Regions from separate parts of the Mus musculus genome. Here region 1 is linked to region 2. A link is a contact called in public promoter capture Hi-C data. All regions are on one chromosome and are shown on one strand. The core of a region is the stretch at or near the end of the contact, and the rest is flanking DNA. Distances in the headings are between cores, read along the strand shown. Region 1 holds the start of Fermt3 (fermitin family member 3). Region 2 overlaps Nrxn2 (neurexin II).

Evidence for each region. Promoter capture Hi-C pulls out the DNA fragments that hold promoters and counts their contacts.
Region 1: a promoter capture Hi-C map of pre-B cells shows a contact between it and region 2, with 11 times the contacts expected there. A contact is called at or near these places in 13 of 39 promoter capture datasets (the 3T3-L1 cell line, 3T3-L1-derived adipocytes, the C10 cell line and 8 more), 27 of 484 Hi-C or Micro-C datasets (B cells, CD4 T cells, the G1E-ER4 cell line and 18 more) and 13 of 130 datasets of targeted methods (T-cell acute lymphoblastic leukemia, astrocytes, bone marrow-derived dendritic cells and 9 more).

What each region holds. Positions count from the first base shown.
Region 1 is chr19:7,017,184-7,021,611 of GRCm38.p6, forward strand. It overlaps Fermt3 (fermitin family member 3), which reads right to left and starts at 2,286. Exons shown (of 15, transcript NM_153795.2): 1 at 2,095-2,286; 2 at 1,483-1,656. The coding sequence starts at 1,642. Stip1 (stress-induced phosphoprotein 1) reads right to left here. Exons shown (of 14, transcript NM_016737.2): 14 at 3,513-3,988. The coding sequence ends at 3,916.
Region 2 is chr19:6,500,437-6,504,781 of GRCm38.p6, forward strand. The region is part of intron 17 of Nrxn2 (neurexin II); the gene reads left to right. Among named protein-coding and RNA genes, the nearest start is that of Gm52381, 5.4 kb to the left of the region's middle.

The sequences.
Region 1 (4,428 bases), core at 1,036-3,535, 520 kb after region 2:
TGTCAACAGTCACTTCTAAAACCACCTTTCTCTGTCCTGTTTGGCCTCTGGAGCCCTCATCATCTCTCCCCCAGATGATTGGATGGCCTGCTTGGGTCTCCCTGGCTACAGACTGCCTCCCCTTCAAACAAAGGGTCCTGCAAAGGTCTGCCTTAACATAGCCCTGCCCTTTGTTTTCAAGGGAAGCACCTAGTCGCTCAAGAAGGCTTCAGGACCTCCCAGGCTGTCAGGGCACCACCAGGGCTGCCTTCCCATCTTGTCACAAATCAGGTGTCTTTACTGTCCAGAGGCCCTAACCCAAAGCCTTTTCAAGTCCTTGGCATCAAGGCTAGGTCTGTCTTATTGTAGAGGCCTCTCTAGAAATCTCCTGTTCTGTCTACTGTCAGCTCCTGCAGGAAGCTCTTAGCCTTTGGCAGCAGCATGCCATCATGAGGAAGGTTGGCCTCACCACGCCTGGCAGTGGAGGACTGGGGATAATGCCCCTATTTCAGGGAACTGAGATCCTGGAACTGAAGTGACTTGGCCCATGGAGCCCAGCAGTGGTACAGGGTGAGGTCTAGGTGGCTGGGTGTTCAGCACTCTTGGGGTTCTTGCCCTAGACTCCTAACATCCCCAGCCCCTCTGTCCTGACCCATGTCAAGTCTCCAGCTTCGTCTGACATCCAGTTTCTGAGGGACTAACCCTCTTCCCACTTCTGCTTTCACAGCCTCTTTGGGCCCTGCTTCCGGCAGTTCCCTTCTGTCTCAACCCTGTTATTTGGCTGTGTTGGGGCTTGTCCTGCTCAGTCACTCTGGTCCGTCTTGGACTGCATACACATAGAGGGTTGGGTGGGTCTAGAAAACCTGCCTTCTATCCCTGTCCCAATTCCAGAGGCCTAGGACCCACACTCATGGTGAGATGCCTTCTGTCTCTGGCTATCGGGAGCTCATGGTGGGATGTCTTCCGGCTCTGACTATCGGGAGCTCATGGTGGGATGTCTTCCGGCTCTGACTATCGGGGCTTTCCTGCCATCCTCCCAGGAAGTGATAACTCTCATTCTCTGCTGGTAAAGTTGATGAGAAGCCTCATGGGGCCTTCTGGGTGACTGATATCGCCCTAGCCTACTCTGCCGTAACTTCCTGTGGGGGCAGGGCCTCTCACCCACTGTCAGCAGCCTGCCAAGTGGTTTGCTGGGGAGGAAATTTAGGAGAGTAGGTGCCAGGTCCCCAGGAACCTCCTAGCCATCCCTCAGGAACATAATAAGCCTCGGCACAGGCAAGACACACAGGGGACCATGTTGTCTGTCTCTTGGAGACTAGACAGAACCAGTAGGAGCTGGAGGAAGTATGGAGAGGGGAAGTTGAAGAAATACCTTCTTTGGAACCAAATAATTAAAGACTGTTGCCTGAGTCACTGTGACAAGGTTATGAGTAGAGGCGAGAATGGCCTAGAAAAGCCAGGGAGAGCTGTCATGACTGGATACATAGGGTCACGGGGACTCACTGATTTCCTCCACGATCTTCAGAAGTACCCCACCAATGTGCGACTCCCCCGTGACTCGGAGTGTGACAGACTGGGCCTCAGGGTCCTCCTCGCCCACAAACACCCTCAGCTCCCAGGAAGAGTCGATATAGTCCCCGGAGGCTGTCTTCATACCCGCCATGGCTGCGGCTGTTTCTGCTGAGACAAGGTGAGTAGACAGTGGGCTGCCTAGAAATAAGCAGGAGTCCTAGGGTACCCTGGGTAGGTGGGTAGGCTTTGGGGACACTGGTACAGAGAGCTACTGTGATCCAGTCAATATAAAACCCTCTTACTATCCTAAGTGTTTGGGCTGAAGAGACAGTTCCTTAGAGTCCACGTTGTCCTGCCAATTCAGGTTTCACAGGTGGGGACACCAAGGCCCAATACTCATTGTAAAGTACCCTGCTAGGTACCAGAACAGGTCAACTCTCCTACTCACAGTTCTGCCAGGCCCACCTATCTCAGAAACAAGTCCTGGCCCACAGCTCACAGCCAGTACTCTAACCCAAGCCTCTAGGGTGGTGGCAAGTGTGGCTGCTCTGCACAGAATGGCGGAGCAGGGGACAAGTGAGTCCTCCTGGGTCTTTCACTTACCTAGCCTGCAACGGGCTGCAGCTGCAGGTGGCAGTGGGACACCTGTTACCCTGGTCTGGCCTGGTCCTGCTCAGTTGCTTCCTTCAGAGGTCAGCCTGTAGTGGCCTTATCATGAAAGTTGTACTAGTCCCTCCCCAGGGCGGGCTGTTGCTGGGTACAGGAAGCACACTGCCAGCACGCAGAGGGCTCCACGGGGCCCTTGCTTTTGTTACCACAGGAAATGAGGGAAGAACAGTGCTGGGGTGACACCACAAAGTTCTCTTTACCCCACCCCCAGGCATCTACTGGTTGCACCTCCAGCCTGCTTTTTTCTTTTATTATTATTTTTTGTTGTTGTTCAAGACAGGGTTTCTCTGTATAGCCCTGGCTGTCTTGGAACTCACTCTGTAGACAAGGCTGGCCTCGAACTCAGAAATCCACCTGGCCCTGGTGGTGCTGGGTGCGCCACCACTGCCCGGCTCCAGCCTGCTCTTAGTGGGACTGTCTACAGTCAGCAGTGAAGTCCTTCCCACCTTTAAACAGGACTTGTTTCCAAACCTACCAGCCTTAAATCTGTCCAGTGACATGCTAGAGCCTCTCTGCCTCATAAAACCTCAATGTGATTTCCTCCAGGACCCTTTATCCCGTCTCTTTAGAGGGTTCTGGTGGTCCAACAGCCTCATGTCCATGCCAGGCACTGGGATGCAAATTGCTCTAAGGAACTGAGCAGGAACGTAGACTTTTCAGGGCAGCAGCCTACCATTAATGGACGTGGTTTTTTCTTTTTTCAGAAAGGGTTTCTGTGTAGCCTTGGCTGTCCCAGAACTCACTCTGCAGACCAGGCTGGCCTTGAACTCAGAGATCTGCCTGCTCTGCCCCAAGTGCTGGGATTAAGGGTATGTGCCAACCTCTCCTCCCAAGGTAAGGCTTTTTAAGTGTGACTAGGAGAGGCTGCTCTGAGGAGTCCTGGGGTTGGGACAGGAAGCTAGTTTAGGCTAACGTAAGACATAGTACAGCCTGGTGCTGGACTCAGCATCTTGCTAGCCCAGGAAGCAGTCTTTTGGGAGCAAATGAGGAAGTTCAGTGTTGGTCACAGTGTGGGAGGAAGATAGTGGTGTGGAGCTCAGGATTGGAGCAGCAGGAGCTGTTGTCAGTATTAGTCTCAGGCCTGCTTTCTGACCCACCTTGAGTCTAGGTTAGGTTCTAGTGTTGACCTAGCAGGTTCACTCTAAGACTGCACTGCACAGAACATCAACCCAAAGCTGATCAGAATGCAGGTAGGTCATCAGTTGTTGAGCGACACTTCCACCTAGTGGCCACCCTGACAAAGCAAACAGCTCACTCTTCAGCGACCTTTCTTTCAAGGCCATCAAGAAAAGGCTTTGTGTTGGCTTCCAATTCAGCACTACTGTGTCTTAAGAGAAGAAAGTCACTGGAGACCGTAGCAACATATAACCACGCCTGACTGGCTTCTTTATTGAGGAGGGACGTGGGTAAGAACAGGTGAAGACAGCTGGGACCCTAGGTTGGGAAGAACACCCTCCCCTCCCCGTATGCACCCACTGCCCCAAATAAAAAATAACCAACTATGGGGGAGCAGCCGAGACAGTGACGGGGAGGCTAGGACTGGGCAGGGAAGGACACTCGGATTGAGGGCAGCAGTGAAGAGACCATGCGTGTGCTGGGAGGGCCCGAGGTGGCGCTGGATGAGTCTGTCTTCCTTGTAGGCATGTATAAATATAAAGATAAGCCTTTCTTCTCCCCCCCTCTGCCCAGTGCTGCTCGCCACCTTCCCAGCTCGCCTTCCTCATTGGCGAAGGGAAGAGGGGGAAAAGCAAGTTATCACCGAATTGCGATGAGACCCACATCCATCAGCTTCTGGATCTTCTGCGCTATTACAGGATTCTTTAAGTGTCTAGGAGAAGAAGATACAGTTAACTGAACAAGTCTCCTTCCACCCAAGTTCCTCGGCTGCAGAGCATTCTCAAAGACCCTGCACATGCAAAAGTCCTTTTCACCAGACAGGACAGAAAGAACCTGCCTATGCTACTGTTTGTCTGCACAGCTGAAAGCCTAGCATAGTTGGCCTTCCCAACAGAAGCTTAGGCTATTAGACTAACAGAAAAAGCAAGCTCACAGGCTCTCTGTACCACCAGTATTTTCTGTTAAGATTGATAGGATTCAGGGCTAGAGATGGCCCAGTGGTTATTGATGGAGAGAGAACTCGGAGCACTTACTGCATCCACAGTGGCTCTCAACCCTCTGTATATCCAGTTCTAGAGGGTCTGACACCCTCTTCATACATACATGTAGGTAAAATGCTCAGGCACATAACCTCAAATCATACATTGAAAG
Region 2 (4,345 bases), core at 470-2,969:
GGGGCAGGAGTCAGGCAGAGGGAACAGGAATCCAGGCTTTCCTGGACTGTGCAGGGTGCTTTATTTCTCTACAGTGTTAGATCTCCCAGAAAGGTCTTGTCACCGCCCCTGATGCTCCGAGACACGGTCAAGAGAATGGGGCCAACAACTATAACATGTTGGCATGAGCATTGCCTGTGTGTGTGGGGTGTCTTCCCAGGGTAGAAGGAGGTAAGGATGAGGGGGAGGGCAGCTCGGGACACTGATGAAGTGGTGGAGAGGCTGAAAAGGATTCAGGGGGAAGGAGGGGACTAAGGAAATCTACAAGAGGAGAAAGCAGTTTCTCATGACTGAACCCCTCTCTGCTCACCTCAGCTATGGGGAGATGAGAGAACTGGCCTCCCCTGGGACGCCTCCCTGGGCTGGAGGCCAGCCAGCTTTCCTCCTGCTCCAAGGCTCCCTAGTGTGAGGGCAGTGCACTTTCTCTTTCTCTCTCTCTCTCTCTCTCTCTCTCTCTCTCTCTCTCTCTCTCTCTCTCTGCATGGACACCTGCTTCTCTGCTTCTCTACTGAGTCTCCTTGCCTTCTTCCCTGCTCACAGCTTTCCCACTCTCCCTCCCATCCCCCAAGCCCTCCCATTACATAATGTCCCTTCCCACCTGACATTTCTGTACCTGATGTCACTGTAGGGTATGGGGTGACCAACACACCTGGGACCTAAAATGGACAGAGGAGATGACACCTTTCTGGTCTTTCTGGTCATGGACCCCTTCATCCCAGTACTGGTCTCTGAATCTTTGATGAGCTCTTTTCTAGTCCTCCCGAGAGCCCACGAAGGCAGACCAACTCCCACTCAGTTCAGCAGCTTCCAGCAGAAGAGGGCTATCATGTAGTTTGGTTCTGTGGATGAGTATATAACTTAGATTCCTGACTGAATGGTGTATGGCCAGGATGAAGCTAAGAGCTGAGGTATGTAGATGAAGAGAGAGTTTAGCTGTCAGGGCCTGTGCAGAAGCCCCACCCCCTGGCTGTGGTGTTCTCCTGGGAAGATTTGTTGATAACAGAAAGCACCTAAGACCCGGGCTTTTCTGGATAATGCAGAGGCCTTATCCCTTGACCGCTCTAGATCTCCCAGAAAGCTTCTGTGCTGGCTTCTGATGTTCCTGGGGCACTGGCACACAGAGCCGCATGTGTGCTTTGAGCCCCCGGGGCATGACTGCACGGGCAGTTTTTAAATGGAGTAAATGCTGTGAGTCTGGGTTCCTGAAACATTGTTGATGGTTAGTTGTTTTCTTTCTAGAATGTAGGGATGTGTGTGTGTGTGCATGCATGTGTTGACTATATGATCATATCTAGTGTTTTATGGCTCTGTGAATTTCTGGGTCTAGGAAGCATTGAGGTGACTGTTGAATGTGTGCAGAAGGTGACATCTTATGTCTGATTAGAAACTCTTGCCATGGGCTTCCAGCGGTGTGGGTCTGGCCAGCATGCTATGCATAGTCAGCTCCCAATTTACCAGTGTGGAAAAGAACAATTGGTCTATACCAGTCTTGGGCAACACTGGAGCCTGCTTTAGTCCCCTTTGCTTCTCAAAACCTTTCTGGATGCTGTCAAGTTACAGATGTGGAGTGTTATCCTGGGCACCAAGGCTGGCATGCCTTCTTCTGGGAGGGCTAGAGAGTTTGCTTGCCTGGCAGAGCTGTGGGAAGCGCCTCCGGAGCGTGGCCGGAGGGGCGGGGCTTGGCAGAAGCTCCGCCTCCAGCACCCGACCTCCTCGTAAACCAAGCCCTCTGTCCCCGCCCGTGCGGGAGCAGTGGTGCTGGGGAGAGAAATGTCTCCCTGGGGTAATTACTGCAGCCCCAGCCCAATAAACCATTCATCCTTTCCCTCTTCTGCCCAAGAAGTGTCTCTCCACCCTGGTTCCCCCCCACAGTATAATAAATGCCCTTCGGCTTTAACAGGTCCGCCCAGCACAGTAAACTGGCTGCAGTGTGAGAACAGCTGGATCATAAATCCTGGGGGAGGCCGGGGCTGGGAAGCGGGAGGGCTGGGGCGCGGGCGCCCATTTGTACCTCGCCGGCCCCTGCCCTTGGCCGCCCGCGGAGGCCTGTCTTTGTGCGTTTACCGCCATGTTTCCCTGGCTGCCTCGACTCCTGTGGCGGGGTCTGCCTCTCCGGTCTGGGGCTTTGTGTGCAGTTGGGTGCCTCGCGACCCGCGCGTGGGTGTGGGGTCTAGGTGTGCGTCACTTGGAGCTGGGTCTCCTTGTAAGGGCTGGGACTTGGGTTGTTGGCACACATCTCAGATCTCTCCGGCTTTCCTGTCTAACCCGGCACCTGGCTTGCTGCTGTTCCGGTGCTATAGAAGCAGGAATGGCGCTGTCCATGGTGATGAGCGTGCTGATGGCTTCCAGCAGGAAAGCCGGCAGGAAGGGCCTCCTTTTTAGACCTGGCAGATTTGGGACCAGACTCCATGTAGATGGAGTTTCCTTCCCTGGTGTTAAAGGACCAAACAGCCTGATGAAATAGCCCTCTCCCGGGGAGGCCCTGGAACCCGGGGGTCAGGGAGTGTGTAGAGGAAGGTCAACATCTCTGCTCCCCAAACCCAATCTCCCAAATTCAACGTGCAGCTTGTGAGTGAAAGGGAGAGGGAGGACCCTGGGTATTATGGTTGTCATGGAAACAGCCGATTTTCTGGAGTGCTGCAGTGTTGGGAGCTGAGAGACTGTACTGGCTGAGGCATAGCCACTTGGCTCTGCTCTCCAGGCCCAGCCCTTACTAGGCAGTCAGGTAGCCTGCAGTGAGTATGGAGGTGATGCTCTCTGTGTACCTCTCACTGGGACCCGAAGGCCCAGCCTTCCTCACTGTACCTCTAGGGTCTAAGGTAGAAGGCACACCTGAGCCTGCAGGGCCAAAGCTGCTCTCCCCCCCGTCTGCTGGGGTGCTTTCCAAACTACAGGCTGCAAAAAGATGACAATTTTAGACATCCACGTGGTTTCTCCATGTCTGCCCTGCCCCTGAGGTCCCTCCCCATTCTTACTCTGTCAGGAGGGTAGGAGACAAGGAAGAAGCTCAGGGAAGAGCAGGGGACCAGTGCCTTCTCTTGCTCTAGTCTCACCAGTTCTGATGCCAGACTGAAGCCCCCCTTCCCTTCCCAGCCTCTCAAAGCACTCAGAAGTCCCCTCCCTCTCCTGGGGACCTAGAGTTCCTTGATGGATCCCTCTTTCCACCAGACTGCCCAGACTACTAGGGGCCCACTGGGTGAGAGACCCCGGGTCCCTGCTTCCCCTAGACCAGAGTTCTCCACTGTGTTCCCTACTGGCTTGCTGCAGGCTTCCATGCCCAGTCTCCATCTGCATCCCTTTCTCCCTGGCTAGGTCCTCCCTTGAACTCCTTTCCCCATCTCAAGAAGTGCCTTGAGAAGAGTCGTTAGTAGCTGATCATTTAATCAGGCACTTTATGCATCTCATCTGCTCTGGTTATGTCCTAAAGAATGCAGGATGAGTCTCTCCCCTTCCCTTTCTGCAGGCCCAAGAGTCTAGTCCTTCAGGACTCCCAGCAAGGCTCCCTTCCCGGAAACTGGGTGACCAGCCCCCCTCCCACTCCCACCTCCACCCCCAGGGAGCTCAGTCAGCCGCAGGAGGGAACATGGCGACTAATGGGGTTTATTTTGGGGCTGAGATCGTTAGGGACCTAACACCCGCCCCCGGCAGCCGGATGGCGAAGAGGAGAGAGGGTGGGGTGGGGGAGGGCTGGGAGAGGGAGCCTACATCTCAGGCTCCCACTCTCCCGCTTCCCTTACCTACATCCCTCTCTGTCCTTCTCTGTCCATCTGTCTCTCTGCCTCCTTCCTCCTCTGGCTGTCAACTTTCCCCATGTCCCCCCACCCCCCTCCCGTGTTTGCCGCCTCCTTTCTGGGCAGGGTTCCAGGCCTCTGGGCTTTGGCACCCAGGTACCCTTGCCTGAGGGTGGAAGCAAGGATCCCTGGACAGACCAGGAAGATTCCCGGGGGACTGGGAGGGGACAAAGGGGCTGGCACTGGCAAGGTGCCAAAAAGGAGCTATGAGTCACAGCTGCCCACAGCCCTGCTCATCTTCCCGCCATCACTTGAGGCCTCTGTGTTGCTTGGCTCGGGTCCCGGAGAAGCACTTGGGAGAGGTGGAGCTGGTCAGAGCAGACCCAAGGTCCTTCCTGCATCGGACATTCTTGCTGTCTGGGCTCCTCACAGCCTCTCTCTGGTCACACTCTGTGCTACCTGAATGCCTGTCATTAAAGCTAGAATTCTTGAGGCAGCTACATCTGTCAGGGCCCTCAGCTGAGCACCTGGAGCTACAGGGCTGTGGCTTCTGTGGGCTTCCTAGCTGAAGCCCT